Linked DNA regions of Zea mays: region 2 is linked to region 1. A link is a contact called in public Hi-C data. All regions are on one chromosome and are shown on one strand. Each heading gives the region's core, a stretch centred on a gene start, on an enhancer-like site or on the middle of the called end of the contact. The rest is flanking DNA. Distances are from core to core; before and after follow the strand shown. Region 1 holds the start of LOC100191665 (Importin subunit alpha-2). Region 2 overlaps LOC100304403.

What was found. A called contact is a pair of places that touch in the nucleus more often than the background predicts.
Region 2: a contact with region 1 is called in a Hi-C map of ear, with 2.4 times the contacts expected there. The contact joins the enhancer-like site here to the promoter of LOC100191665 in region 1. A contact is called at or near these places in 5 of 25 Hi-C or Micro-C datasets (ear, leaf and tassel).

What each region holds. Positions count from the first base shown.
Region 1 is chr3:29,817,353-29,820,598 of Zm-B73-REFERENCE-NAM-5.0, forward strand. LOC100191665 (Importin subunit alpha-2) reads left to right here and starts at 1,677. Exons shown (of 3, transcript NM_001367115.1): 1 at 1,677-2,028; 2 at 2,955-3,039; 3 at 3,135-3,246. The coding sequence starts at 1,964.
Region 2 is chr3:29,924,003-29,927,248 of Zm-B73-REFERENCE-NAM-5.0, forward strand. It overlaps LOC100304403, which reads right to left. Exons shown (of 21, transcript NM_001165839.1): 21 at 1,887-2,121. The coding sequence ends at 2,074. Among protein-coding and RNA genes, the nearest start is that of LOC100304403, 36 kb to the right of the region's middle. Within about 2 kb of position 1,684, at least 11 of the 20 cell types and tissues checked have an H3K27ac peak or open chromatin away from gene starts, as enhancers often do. A contact at or near this core is called in ear and leaf, where this site is marked.

The DNA of each region.
Region 1 (3,246 bases), core at 427-2,926:
TCGGGCTAAGACCCGGAAGACGGCGAACTCCGCTCCGCCCGACCCCAGGGCTCGGACTCGGGCTAAGACCCGGAAGACGGCGAACTCCGCTCCGCCCGACCCCAGGGCTCGGACTCGGGCTCAGCCCCAGAAGACGACGAAACTCCGCCTCGCCCGACCCGATGGCTCGGACTCGGCCTCGGCAACAGAAGACAGACTCAACCTCGGCTTCGGAGGAGCCCCCACGTCGCCCGACCTGGGGCGCAGGCCCGCCACGTCAACAAGGAGCGCCATCATCATCCTACCCCGAGCCGACTCGGGTCACGGAGATCAAGACCGGCGTCCCATCTGGCCAGCTCCGCCAGATGGACAATGATGGCGCCCCACAAGCTCTATGACGACGGCGGCTCTCAGCTCTCTTACGGAAGCAGGGCGACGTCAGCAAGGACTCGACCGCTCCAACAGCTGTCCCTCCGCCAGGCTCCGTCGCTCCTCCGACAGCCACGACATCACGCCAGCAAGGTGCCAAGACCTCTCCGGCTGCCACATTGGCATGTACCTAGGGCGCTAGCTCTCTCTCCGCTAGACACGTAGCACTCTGCTACACCCCCCATTGTACACCTGGATCCTCTCCTTACGACTATAAAAGGAAGGACCAGGGCCTTCTTAGAGGAGGTTGGCCGCGCGGGGACGAGGACGAGACAGGCGCTCTCTTGGGGCCGCTCGCTTCCCTCACCCGCGTGGACGCTTGTAACCCCCCTACTGCAAGCGCACCCGACCTGGGCGCGGGACGAACACGAAGGCCGCGGGATCTCCACCTCTCTCACGCCCGTCTCCGGCCACCTCGCCTCTCCCCCCTTCGCGCTCACCCACGCGCTCGACCCATCTGGGCTGGGGCACGCAGCACACTCACTCGTCGGCTCGGGGACCCCCCGGTCTCGAAACGCCGACAAAACCGTAGGAAATAAATAACTTCCGAGAGGCAACTGGTAGCTCTAGGAAATAAACATAACTTCCTACGGTATTTTATAAAAGCTGTAGGAAGTTAGTTTTCACATGCTGACCCGTGTGTTCGGTCAAGCGAGCCACTAACTTCCTAGAGGCGGCCGTAGGAAGTTAGCATGGGCAGCTAACTTCCTGCGGCCTCCTCTAGAAAGTTAACTTTTAATTGCTGATCCGCGGGTGTGGTCAAATGAGCCGCTAACTTCCTACGGCCTCCTCTAGAAAGTTAGATTTCAGCTTTTGACCAGCCAAACGAAAAGCTCGTGCTCAAGATTACAGGAACAATCCAAAGATTACACCAATCATATTAAGATTGGAGGATCAAGAAAAGGAGAATCTAAATCCTAAGAGCTAGTTTGATAACCTCGTTTTTTTGACAGTTCTCTACCGATGTTCGCACACGCAGCAGCCCTTGTTGCCATTTTTTCTCCGCGTCCTCTGTGCCCCAGGTAGGGATGCTGCCTTTATAAACTTTCACCTCCAACTCACTCGTATCTCCTTTCGAGAGATTCTGATATTTTCCATCAACAAGAAACAGATTTGTAAAATTATCATCAGGCCACATTTCATAGACCCAGCTGGACCCACAATTTATAAACACAGTGGTAATTATAACAAGAAAACAACATTGTGAGTGGCAAAAATCTAATTGTCTCATCTCCTTTCCGTTCGCCAATTCGAAATCGAATCCGTTCCCTAATTCGAAATCGAATGGGGTCGGTCTTGTCGTGCGTGCGTGGCTGCGCGAGCGACTTGACTGCACCCGACCCCCCTCCTCCCAGTCCCCACACACTGCACGCCGCCGCCGGGTCCTCCTAGGGTTTCGCCGCGATGTCGCTCCGGCCGAGCGAGCGGGAGCAGATGCGGAAGGGCAACTACAAGCAGACGGTGGACGCGGAGGAGAGCCGCCGCCGCCGCGAGGGCCAGATGATGGACATGCGCAAGGCCAAGCGCGAGGAAAGTCTCCAGAAGAAGCGCTGCGATGGGTTTCCCGCCTCCGCCGCCGGTGTGCCGCCGATGGGCCACTCCACCGCGCTCCAGCAGAAGGTGCGGTGCCCCCTCCCTTGTTCTTCCTGGCCCCGATCTGATCCGCTCTCTGTGTTAGGGTATGGGTGACGTGGTGGCACTCGATCTGCTGGGTTCAGATCTGATTTTCTTGGTGACGGGATGGCTTGCCGGCGATGGTGCAGGCCGTCCACTCCAACGACCCCTCCGGGCAGCTTGAGGCCACCACACAGTTCAGGAAGCTGCTTTCTATAGTTGAGATTGGGATCTTATGTGCAGTTAGCATTCCAGATGGATAGAGTTTAGGGGTTGAGATTTGGGCCATGCTCGAGGTATTAGGCCATACCCAAACGTGAGGGTATGGTCAGTTGTAGCTGTTTCGGGCAATTGTTGTATACAGGACTTGACTTGTGGATTGTGAGCTATCAAAATTAGTCGTTGCACCCTCTCATTTTCAGATTACTTAATTTACTGTCTCGTCAGAAAAAAAACAAACCCTATCCTATGGCCTCTGCAACATGCATATGACCATGTATGCCCAAAAGTTCTGAAAAAAGTTATACTCCTGAAAGCATTTGATTTCATGAACCACTATTCTATTTTTTCCAGTAGTGTTCTGCTTGCAGCTGGGGCAATTATCATTGCATCCATGTGTGTGTTTGCGCATGCATGTGTGTGTTATACATTGTTTTATTGTCTTAAAATGGTATATGCAGACTATGTGTGTGTTTGCGCATTAGTGTGTGTTATACATTGTTTTATTGTCTTAAAAAGGTCATGGAGAGTCTGCGTACCTCTTTTCATATTCTTGTACATCGTAGATAGCAGCTTTGATATCTTGTGGGATTCTTGTATTTGTTGGTGAATCCAGATGAGTGCATGGTACTTCTTTCTTAATTCCCACTACAACTTTATGTGAAAGTTAAGTAGTAACTTGCTGATTGAGTTTCCATAAATTTCTCTCGTAGTCCCCCAATCGAAGAGGTGATCAGCACAGGAGTGGTGTCGCGATTCATTGAGTTTCTTACACGTGAGGACCATCCCCAACTCCAGGTCTGGGAACAGTAGCACTGATCAATTATATGGTTTTACTTTATTTTCTCTCTTATTAATCAGTGGCAATTTGCGATATATAACTTATGCTGCAGTTTGAGGCTGCATGGGCACTCACCAACATTGCATCAGGCACATCAGAGAACACTAAGGTGGTCGTTGAGAGTGGTGCTGTGCGCCTGTGCCCATCTTTGTCAAGCTACTCAA
Region 2 (3,246 bases), core at 434-2,933, 110 kb after region 1:
TTTTTAAAATTTATAAAATAGAATAAGTTAATCCATCATCTTATTTTCTCTATTTACGGGTTATTCCTTCACTCAAACTATAAGTTCACCTTTTTATATGCATAAATTTTGCTCAATATATATTTAGATGCGTTGTGAAAGCTATGTATCTAGAAAAGTTAAAAACAACTTATAATTTAGAACAAATGAGTCAAATTAGTATAACATCCTGTTTGGACGTGAATTGGAAATTAGAACCATAATTTCTGAATTTTGTTGTTTGATGGCTAATGAATTTAGAGTTGTAATTAAAGTCAATTCCTCAACATTGGACTATGACTAAAAGTTGTCTCTCATAATTTAGAGACTAGACCCTCTGTATTGACGGGAATTGCAATTCCAGGTACATCCAAACAATAGATTTGTATTACAACTCATTTTCAATATTAGACAGATTTGGTATTGGATGCAATTCAATTCTAACATCTCCAATATCTACATCTAAATGGACCCTAAGTTGGATCAAGTAACAACACTATATAAAGATACTTTTCCGTAACGAATACTTACAACAACACCTATTTAGTGCTCCATCCATCCAAAATATAATTCGTTTTAGGCTAAACATATATTAATTAATTAATCATGAATGTAGTTTATATGCATATCTATATTCATTATTATTCACTCAAATGTGGATAGATAAAAGATGGCTAGAATGAACTATATTTTAGGATGGAGGGAGAGTAGTAGATATAAGCATCGTTGCTTTTTTTATAAGTCTAATTAAATTTAAACTTACAGCCCGTTTGGATCATTAGAATTGAATTCCATTCTAATAATAGTAATTTAGACATATATCAATTAAGCTAATTCAGTTTTATGCAAAATATATTTGTATACTATTATTAGCAAGATGTCGGAGATATTTATGTGCTACATTTTTACTATAGGGAAGTGAGACGAAGAGTGTCATGTAAATTATAGATTAGAAACCAATTCTAGTAATGCATAAAATCATTTCTCACCCTCCACCCCATGAATTTAAGATAGGCTTATATCTGAAATTTAGAAAGTGGTGGAATGTCAAATTCCAAACTAAATAAGTTACTTTATTGAGTGAATTCCAATTCCTCTAAAATGAAGGGATCCAAACGCCCCGTTATTTGATTTGACTCAATATTATCTTATAATTATACTCACTCCGTTCTGAAATATAGTTCTTTCTAGAATACTTTTTTCCGTCCAAATTTATTCAAATGATGATAAATATAGACATACATAAAAATTGCATTCATATGTTACTTAATGAATATGTGATTAGTCTAAAACGGATTATATTTTGAGACGGAGGGAGTATTATCTTGTAAGATCGAGACGGTTTGTCTCTTCAACTTGTTCGAACCTTACTATTCATCAAATTTGATGATTTCACGTTGTGCTCAACGGTCACTGTAGTGTGCTCCTATGTGAACTGGACCGAACGTGTATGGTAAGGGATCGTGACACACACTGCGACAAAACAGCAGATCATGCACCAAAAGATAAGATTTCTGAACAGTGTGGATACCTATGTGATTTGTACATATGTAAGGCCGGTCCATTCTGTTTCTGGCGTATCAGTGTCACGTATGAAACCTACTCGCAGACCTAGCGGATCGATGGCCATGGCCATGCTAGTTATTTCTCGGGCGTGAACCGTGACCTCATCATCTCCACGCTGCCAATTTTGAAGTCACAAGCCAGGCAGGCAGACACCGCCCACCAGGTGTAGGGCGGACGACTCCTGGCAAAGATAAAATCTCAAAGAGCATCTTCTGGGGCCGCCCAATTCTTTTTCACCCGATTACATTATTGAACTATATCTAGCTGTGCCTGGAAGCCAAACGCGGAGCTGCACTCGTTATGGCAAAACTCTAGCTCTTCTGAGTGGGGCAGAAAATATTAACATGTGTACTTGGCATTTTGGTTAGTTTTACAACACAATCGTCTAGTATTTTACAGAAACAGAACACTTGTGCACCACGCCGATCAACCAAAATGCTACATACATACATTAGAAGCAGCGTAGAAACAAGTGTAATATAGCTGAAACTACTTGAAGAAAAGACCCTTCTTTCTTCTTCCTCTTCTCTCAAGAGCCTGCGAAATTGAAGGTAGACATTTCACGTTTAGTGTTGAAACAGCAGGCAGGTATAAATGCGCACATGATGCACCAGTTCAATATCAGCAATCAGCTCACCATGTTTTTTTCCATTCCATCTCTTTAGGGCTTGTTCGGTTCTACCCCAATCCATATGGATTGAGGGGGATTGAGAGGGTTTCAATCCCTAGTAAATCAAAATCCCTCTTAATCCGTATCAATCCCCTCCAATCCATATGGATTGAAAATAACCGAACAAGCCTTTAAAGGGTGGATGACACAAGGGGATGATCGTGGAAGCACATACGTGCCAAGTCACCATTTGTACACTAACGCACTCTACACTGGCAGAACAGATTCTCTAAAAACATGCAGGTTCAGGAACAACAGGCAATGGCATTTTTTATCACATGATGGAGCTTCCTAGACACCATCTGTGATGATTAAAAGAACAATTTATTTGATAAATATAAGATGAGGCACACTTTGGGTGCCTCCACCGCCCACCCCACAAAAAAACATCTATTTAAATAGTATATTTGTCGGTGTTAACCAAGATACAACGTAATTGTCATGCCGCAGATCAGATCAACAGGAGTCCCATGACATTCAAAATGACATAAGAAGCGACACGACAATAGATTTTGGTGACCTAACTTAAAAAGGTTTTTAGAAGAACATATATGGTAAAAGCATACAAGTCTCAATCATACAGAACAAACTACCAACAATTCAGCAAGTCCATAGTTTTATATTTGTCTACTGATAGTGTTCCAGAGAAGAGGTGAATGTTGTGCGGTGCCATCAAACATGCTAATAAATTTAGAACAAGTACCACCACTGTTCAACCTGATCTCTGGCACCAGTTAGTTTTTTCAACTGTATACAAATTGTCCGATTTGCTATCTTGAACCGAAATGTCTAGAACCGTCCACCTCACAGACACACAGGCACATAAAAGGCAGTTGTTTCTGACTAAGTGCCCGCATGGCACCGAAATGAGTGATTGCTACCTTGCTGGCTAACTCACCGTGTAACCGAGTTTAGGCGATAGTTGTGTGTTACCCGAGTTGAGGCATTTGTAAGCACTCATGTCGTAGTGGTCTAGACCGAACTGAGTTTTT